Linked DNA regions of Sus scrofa: region 2 is linked to region 1. Evidence: chromatin contacts called from public Hi-C data. All regions are on one chromosome and are shown on one strand. Each heading gives the region's core, a stretch centred on a gene start, on an enhancer-like site or on the middle of the called end of the contact. The rest is flanking DNA. Distances are from core to core; before and after follow the strand shown. Region 1 has its middle 9.8 kb from the start of RFPL4B. Region 2 has its middle 49 kb from the start of HDAC2.

Region 1 (4,263 bases), core at 1,037-3,536:
TTGTTCAAACACTAAGAATTTTAAGATGGCAACAGTAGAGCATTAAACCAGGCACAGAGACCCTGTAAGCCTTCCACGCAGGTACATAGATCACACATCTATGAAGCTGATGCTGGTGAACTGTTCAGAATATAAATGTGAGCAGAAAATTCTCTTGTCCTCCTGGAAATCATAGTCTGTGAGGATTATACATGAATAATCACCTTCAATAATTTGATCATTTGATAGTAGTAAAGATAGAACAATAATATACTAGGATAAGTGCTCCAAGGGACAAGAATGAGGTTTGATGAGAGTTTATCAAAGGCCTAAGACTTAGGTCTGGGCTGAGGGGATGCTTTGCAGGAGAAATCATGTTTATAGGACAGGGAGAAATAAACATGGGATGAAGGGAGGGAGGAGCCTTTCAGGCCAAAAAAACCTTCCATCAGTGCATGCTCTGGCACTGGGGAGGGTCTTAGCAAATAACGGAATTGAAGGAAGGGCCTTGTATGGAGAATAAATGAAGAAAATGGTGAGAATTAAGACCCAAGAGGCAGGAATTCTTATTGTGGCTCAGCGGTAAGGAACCCAACTAGTATCCAAGAGGATGTCAGTTCCATCCCTTAGTGTTAAGGATCTGGTGTTGCCTTGAGCTGTGGTGTAGGTCACAGACACGGCTTGGGGTCTGAGGCTGCTGTGGCTATGGCTAGGCTGACAGCTATAGCTCTGATTCAACCCCTAGCCTGGGAACTTCCATGTGCTGTAAGTGCAGCCCCAAAAAAAAAAAAAAAAGAAAAAAGAAAAAAGTCATACTAGAGCCCTTTTGGACTAAAGAATAAGAGGGAAATACCCAACTCAGAAAATCACACAGTGGGAGTTCCTGTTTCTCAGTGCCCTGGCTTGTTTCCACACTGTGCTGCTGTGATTCCTATTTCTTTTCAGACACTTGTTTCTCAGAGACTGAATTCTTACTCACCTACACAAGGAGTCATCTTATACTGTTATTCTCCCTGGAGGAATCTTTATGGACCGTGCCTATCATGTTAGGAGAAAGGGTATTTGGCATCGTGGCATTTCAAGCTCTCTGCTAATGCGCAGAGTTTCTCAGCAGTCGGCAGACTCCTAGCAAAGCTGATCTTACTAGGGGTCACTAGTACTAGGAACAAGTGTGTGCCAACCATGTACTAGGCACAGAGTCTAATTAACTATTAAATTGATATTCACCCAGTATTCAGTTATTATAGTATTGGTGATTTGGTAATTAAATCCATAATGAAATTCTATTTGGATTTCAAAATCTCTTTCCCCACTCACCTATCAGAATGCTAACAATCTCAGTTAACTAAACCCATATGTGACATTTCTGTGGTATGCATTGTCTCCTTTCCTTTGGCCTCATTCTTGCAGAGAAAGGACCTGAAGTTAGGTACCAAGATGAAAAAATGGAAGAGGATGGATCAAATAGAAACTGCTGACCTTTGAACTGATAATCCTAGAAGGCAAATAAAACAGATCTACATGAAAATTTTCCTTTCCTCTACATATACCTAATTCAGTCATTTTAGAGTTGTGAGCTTTGGGTTTGGATTTTTTTTTTTATTACTCAATGAATTTTATTACATGTATAGCTATACAATGATCATTGCAACCCAATTTTATAGTATTTGGGACTGGATTTTTTTAAAAATCCAAAACGGATTGGCTTTTTGCCTGTTCTCTATCAAGAAAAGGGATCACGAATTTTATTCACTGATTTCCCTCAGTGAGACAATTTCTTGTCTAATTTTACTGCACCGTTCCTAAAAGAATCATCCTATTGATCTCGATGGCTCTAACTGCATAAGTTCACATCTCTCATTTATATCTTTTTGTAATATTCATAAAACCTCCCACAAGTGGAAGGGAAGTGACACTCATTGATTGGTTTCCTGATTGCCATCAAGGTTAGAATGAAAAATATTGCGGGCTGGGGCTCCAGTTCCCTCAGAGACGCGGTAGATGGCGCTGTGCTACACAGATTCTGCCTCAGCCTTGCAGGGGCAACGGACTGGGAGATAATGTAATCTCTGGACAGGAGTGTTGTTTTTTTCCAGCCCAGAGGAAGAGGTTATCCTCCTAGGAAATGATTTCTCTACATAAACTTAGTTTTGCCAAATCAGTGATTTGAACTGTTTTGACACCAAAAGAATCTTAAGTGTCTTTAAGCCTGAAAAAAAAAAAAATCTGTACTTGAAAACTCTTCAATGCATGGAATAATCTTTTGGTTATATGATGTGCTGACCTCCCTGCACTTCATTTTTTATTAATCCCTAACCCAAGATCACTCTGGGAAACTACAGTTAAGTCCTCTGGACATTTCATTAGCGCCAGCTGGATATACTTTAGTGATTTGACTTTTCAACAACATGGGTGGACTAATTTGTTCATCTCAAGGCCATGTTAATCAGGCGACTGTTCTTGGGTTATTTTAAAGCATTTTAATGTTTTTGCGTAGTATCTCCCCTAAAACTTGCTAATTATTTTCCAATAGCCCTAAAAATTATGTAAGATATGTTAAAATTTTTATTACAGAAGAGATAGGCATCTGGAAAAGTTTTATTGAAGATTTTAAAACTGTGACTACTTCATTAATAAGCAAAGAAATCATTTCTAATTTGCTGCTTATTCTTAAATGCTAGCAAAGGAGATCTTGGCCAAAACAAGTAACAGATATTTTTAAAAAAGAGAATTTCCCTAGAATAGACACTCTTAAAGGAAAGGAGAGATGTTATGCATACACTGTGTATAACAATTACACCGAGACTTAATAATTTAAGTAGACACATATGCACGCTTGCACTCTCAAACTGCCCTCCTGTCTGGGTTTTTGCCCTTGAATTGGAAGCTTTGCTCTGACCTCCATTTTGCAGCGTGTGTGGCCTGCCTGGCCTTTCTCACTCGGACTAATACGCTACCTCATATTTACTTTTGCAGACCTCTTTGTCCATTTAGAGTTTAGACCTGTATCCAATTACACGGTCCCCTGGAACTCCTGCTTTGGCTCTTCCTGACCTGACTCTTTTCTTCTAGCCCAAGTTCGGCTGAACTGCAAGGCATTCTTAGAGTTGCTTCTGTTGGACTGGAAGCCATTGGATTCCAGAATTGTGTTGTTGATTGCAGGGATCTCTTTCCTCAGAGTCTTTAGCATAGTCTCTTTTGCGGGTTGCTTTTCCTTTTTCCTTAAATGCTGTTGCTTTTCAGGGTTCTGTCCTAGGCCTTCCTTTTTATTTTGCACACCTTTCATGGGCAATCCCAATCACTTCCCTATCTTCCAGTTACCATTTACATGTGCAGGTTAACCCCTTCCATGTCCAAATTTGCAGCCCAGACCTTGAGAATCAGAACTGAAGCTACCTCACATCTGTAGAGATGCTCAGATGCCTAATTGGCATCTATAGCAGAGGCATGGGATACAGGGGCATATTAATACATTGTTTGTGGTAGGAGAACATGAATCAGTAAAGAAATTCATTATAGGAGTTCCCGTAGTGGCTCAGTGGTAATGAATCCGACTAGGATCACTAGAATCCATGAGGATGAGGGTTCGATCCCTGGCCTTGCTTAGTGGGTTAAAGATCCAGCATTGCTGTGAGCTGTGGTGTAGATTGCAGATGAGGCTTAGATTTGGTGTTGCTGTGGCTGTGGTATAGGCTGGCAACTACAGCTTCAATTTGACCCGTAGCTTGGGAGCTTTCATATGCTGCAGGTGTGGCCCTAAAAAGCTAAAGAAAGAAAGAAATTCATTACAAGCTATCAATTCTTAATACTTGTTGGACACTTCCTGTGAACAGTCATGGATAATTGGAATTATTTTAGGACAGGGGAGAGCTTGGTTAGGAAATAAAACTATACCAGTTATTTCCATTCCATTCATGTAGGATAGAATAGTTGACATTGCTTGCAAAGGTCTTTGGTACTATTCTAAGAAATGAGCAATTAAATGGTATGAGGGTTCTGAAAAGAAGCTGTCTAAAAACAGACCAAAATATGTTGTCCTCTGTTATCTATCTATACATAGATGTGGTTAAAAAGATGCATCATTACATACCACAGGCTGTCTTGTCTATTTTGCAACAGTATTTACCTTCTCATATATTTATATTACCTCTCTTAATTGGGCTGTAACATATAGGGCATCGCCTGTATTATTCCTGTTTGAGATCGCCTAAGTATTTAACAGTGTGTGAATCTCAAATATAGACAATGGATGTTTGTGTGCAAGCCTTGGGATGTTGCTGGCTC
Region 2 (4,263 bases), core at 916-3,415, 1.6 Mb after region 1:
ATGCTCAACATCACTGATTAGTAGAGAAATGCGAATCAAAACTACTATTGAGGTACCACCCCACACCAGTCAGAATGGCCATCATTAATAAGTACACAAATAACAAATGCTGGAGAGGGTGTGGAGAAAAGGGAAAACTCCTACACTGTTGGTGGGAATGTACAACAACCACTATGGAAAACAGTATGCAGTTTCCTTAGGAAACTAAATAATAGAACTACCATACGACCCAGCAATCCCACTCTAGGGCATATATTCAGACAAAACTTTCCTTGCAAAAGACACATGAACATGCATGTTCATTGCAGCACTATTCACAATAGCCAAGACATAGAAACAACCTAAATGTCCATCGACAGATGAATGGACTAAGAAGATGTGGTATAGATACACAATGGAATACTACTCAGCCATAAAAAAGAACAAAATAATGCCATTTGCAGCAACATAGATGGAACTAGACACTCTCACACTAAGTCATAAAAAGACAAATACCATACTTATATCTGGAATCTAATATACAGCACAAATGAACCTTTCCACAGAAAAGAAACTCATGGACTTGGAGAATAGACCTGTGGTTGCAGAAGGGAAAGGGGGGGAGGGGGAGGGGGAGGGAGTGGGATGGACTGGGAATCTGGGGCTAATAGATGCAAACTATTGCCTTTGGAATGGATCAGCAATGAAATCCTGCTGCATAGCACTGGGAACTAGATTTAATCACTTATGATGGAGCACGATGGAGGATAATGTGAGAAAAAGAATGTATATATGTGTGTGACTGGGTCTGTTTGCTGTACTGTAGAAAATTGACAGAACAATGTAAATGAGCTATAAAGAAAAAAATAAAAATCATTAAAAAAATAAATCTATCTGTTCCTGGTTTTACTTACATTTAATCTTACTCCACATTTTTAAAGGGTTGATTATTAAAAAATTTATTAGATGCAAAATCTACCATCTTCAACCCATTCTTTTTAGTAATTCGGACCACAGGGGTACATGCTCAATTGCACAGTACATTAGTGAGGAAGTAGCATTAAAAAATCAGGTGGAAAATTTGTTTCAAAAAAAAAAAAATCAGTGGGAGTTCCCATCATGAAGCAGTGGATACAAATCTGACTAGGAACTATGAGGTTGTGGGGTCAATCCCTGCCCTCGCTCAGTGGGTTAAGGATCCAGCACTGCTGTGAGCTGTGGTGTAGGTTGCAGATGCCCCTCAGATCTGATGTGGCCACAGCGTGGGCCAGCAGCTGTAGCTTCAGTTGGACCCCTAGCCTGGAAACCTCCATTTGCTGTGGGTGTGGCCCTAAAAAGCCAAAAAAAAAAAAAAAATTCAGTGAATAAAAGTAACACATGAATTAACCAATATAAAAGTTTAAACATTATACTGTTCATAACAGCACAGTATACAATGTTTTGTACACAGGGAGCATTCAATATGTATTCGTTGAATAGATTCTACAGAAATTTATTTTGAATGTGAGAAGTGTTGCTAAAACTGCACATTCAGAATGAGAACTCTCATTTGTTGGAAAAAAAACATACAAAATACTGATGATCGTACTGACTGTAAAATGTTACCATTTGGTATCCACCATCACCTTTCCAGTTAGAACTATGTAGAAGTATTTTTATGGATATACCAAAACTTTTTGATTCACTTGGATGGAAGATTACCTAAAATCTAGCCACCCTGATAGCTATTTTCAAAAAACTATGATCCTATTTTTGTACTCCAAAAATACTTTTATATTTGTGCAATAGGGATACAAGAACCTTGAGAATTTTATTTTCTTCAGAGTGATAAAATCCATTTTCCTAAGAGGATCAAAGGACGAGAAAATTTTTTGAAGTTTCTAAGAGAAAGTAAATGTGGCTCCAAGTTCACTTTCCAAAGCGGGAAGCAGAGATTTTTTTTTCTTTTTTTTTTAAGGATAGCATGGAACTTGAGAATCAGAAAAAGTTTTTTTTTCCAATCATTAATCATGTTTATAATTTGGTTCTAAAATCATTATGACTATACATATTTCCAAAAAGATTTTAGTGTCTTATGTAATCAGCAATGTAGTCACTTAAAAAACATGTGGAAATTGCAGAGCTAAATAGCGGACATGTATTTATTACATTTGGTCATGCCCATACTCTAGGGATGGCTAAATGTGTGTGTATAGTACTCCTTTGTCTCCTCTTAGAAAACCCTCCAGAGCTCTGCTATGAATTACATTGTTTAAATATGTCCACATTCAATTTCGGGAGAGTTATTCCCAAGTCAGTTTCAAACTGAACACATGTTGCATCTGTTTTCTGTTTGTGAATACTGAATGCTTGGCACTTTAATTGGGGTATTTTTCTTTGGAATGAAATAATTTCAAATATTCGCTTAATCAAAACATCAGTTTCCTTTTCCAGTTTCCATCGTGGACTGTTGGTAGGTTTCCCAGACCTGGCCTCCTGTGCGGTGGTGAGGGACGCACCTTCCCTTGACGTGCAAGAGGGAACAGAGAGCAGCAATAACCGGATCCCTGGCTCATCCCGTCCGCATGTCCCATGCCCTCTAGATTCCACTGACCTGCATTCAAGTGCTCTGGAAGGTCTTAACTGTCTCATATTCTTCTGATAATTCACAAACACTTTTTTCTTAGAAAATTTTAATGGGTGCAGAAAAATTCTCCCCACAAAGTCCTGTGAAGCCACTAGAACCTCACAGCTCTCTTCCCTGCCAGATGCAATCAAAAGCTTTTAAGGACCTTGATTTGGGCAGTATATGTGTATAAGATAACCTGGTGACAGGGTATAGGGTTGAGCAGTGTGGATTAAAGCAGAAAGAACTTGGAGGAAAGGAAGGTAAACTAAGAGGCTGTTGTCCATGGGGAAAATGAGGAAGGTTATTCCAGTAGAACTGAAAGAAAGCAGCACATGCTCCTTGGAAAAGCAGACTTCAGAGTAAAAAAGGCCTAGGCTTGAATCAACGCTCAACCACTTGGGAACTCTGACCCCCAACCTCTCCAAATGTTTCTCTACTTAGAAAATGGATGTGAAACCAGCTTGTATAATTCTTGAAAAGACTGAATTACGGTATTTTAAATGCCTACTATATAATGTTAATATATGATCTTAAATAGACAAAATTTAAAGATACTGTGAAGGAAGAAACAAATAAAGCCCAATGGATTGAATACAGGAAATGAAGGAGAAAGATATTCAAAGATGAGGAGTTTCCATCGTGGCTTAGTGGTTAACGAATCTGACTAGGAACCATGAGGTTGCGGTTTGATCCCCGCCCTTGCTCAGTGGGTTAATGGTCCAGCATTGCCGTGAGCTGTGGTGTAGGTCGTAGACACGGCTTGGATCCCCTGTTGCTATGGCTCTGGTGTAGGCTGGCAGCTACAGCTCCGATTAGACCCCTAGCCTGGGGACCTCCATATGCCGTGGGAGCAGCCTAAGAAATGGCAAAAAGACAAAAAAATTAAAAAAAAAAAAAGATATTCAAAGATGAGAACACACCGAGCCCATGAACATCCATTTCTCTGATGTACTGGCCACACAAAAGACACTTTATTTCCCCATAAAAATTAATACTTAATAAACTAACTAAGGAATGATGAGGTGAAATAACTTGCCTTAAATCAGGCACTAATAGTGACAGAGAATAGGACTCCAAGTTTGGCCTTTTACTCACCCCATTCCCTTTCTTTTCCTTCTCTTTCTGAAGAAAAATTGTAGGCAAGGCTGAGCCAAGGAGGGTACCCATAGCTGGAGGAGCCTCAGGGTGGGTTGTCAGAGTCTGAGCAGGCTGAGGGGCATCCACAGAGCTGAGCAACTCTCTCACTCCTGCCCAGACAGCCTGAAGTCACTCAGCGGCGCTCACTGGGCATGGGCTGGGCCAGAGGTTTCAAGATGGCTTCACTCATGTGTCCAGGTGCCTTGGGGGTGGGGAGGGCCGCTGAAAGACTGGGCTCAGCTAGGACTCTCAACTGGAGTGTTTGTAGGGACCTTTCCAGCAGGGCAGTTACAGGGTGGTCAGGTTTCTTACAAGGCAGCTGGGTTCCCCTGAAGCGCATGTCCCAGGAGCACAAGGAAGAGGCTGAATGCTGTTTTATGCCCCAGCCTTGCAAGATCTGTACTGCTTTGGTTGAAGCAGTCAAAGCCCACCCAGATCCAAGGGCAGAGGACCTAGATACCACCTCTTGGTGGGAGGGCTGTCAGAATATGCAGGCAGTTATTAAAAGTGCCACATCCCCTTAACTGGTCTTACTGCTT

Evidence for each region. A called contact is a pair of places that touch in the nucleus more often than the background predicts.
Region 2: a Hi-C map of fetal skeletal muscle shows a contact between it and region 1, with 2.7 times the contacts expected there. The contact joins two enhancer-like sites. A contact is called at or near these places in 1 of 5 promoter capture datasets (fetal skeletal muscle) and 20 of 47 Hi-C or Micro-C datasets (adipocytes, adipose tissue, alveolar macrophages and 12 more).

The regions. Positions count from the first base shown.
Region 1 is chr1:78,300,270-78,304,532 of Sscrofa11.1, forward strand. No RefSeq gene overlaps it. Among named protein-coding and RNA genes, the nearest start is that of RFPL4B, 9.8 kb to the right of the region's middle. Within about 2 kb of position 2,287, at least 2 of the 83 cell types and tissues checked have an H3K27ac peak or open chromatin away from gene starts, as enhancers often do. A contact at or near this core is called in fetal skeletal muscle, where this site is marked.
Region 2 is chr1:79,850,611-79,854,873 of Sscrofa11.1, forward strand. No RefSeq gene overlaps it. Among named protein-coding and RNA genes, the nearest start is that of HDAC2, 49 kb to the right of the region's middle. Within about 2 kb of position 2,166, at least 2 of the 83 cell types and tissues checked have an H3K27ac peak or open chromatin away from gene starts, as enhancers often do. A contact at or near this core is called in fetal skeletal muscle, where this site is marked.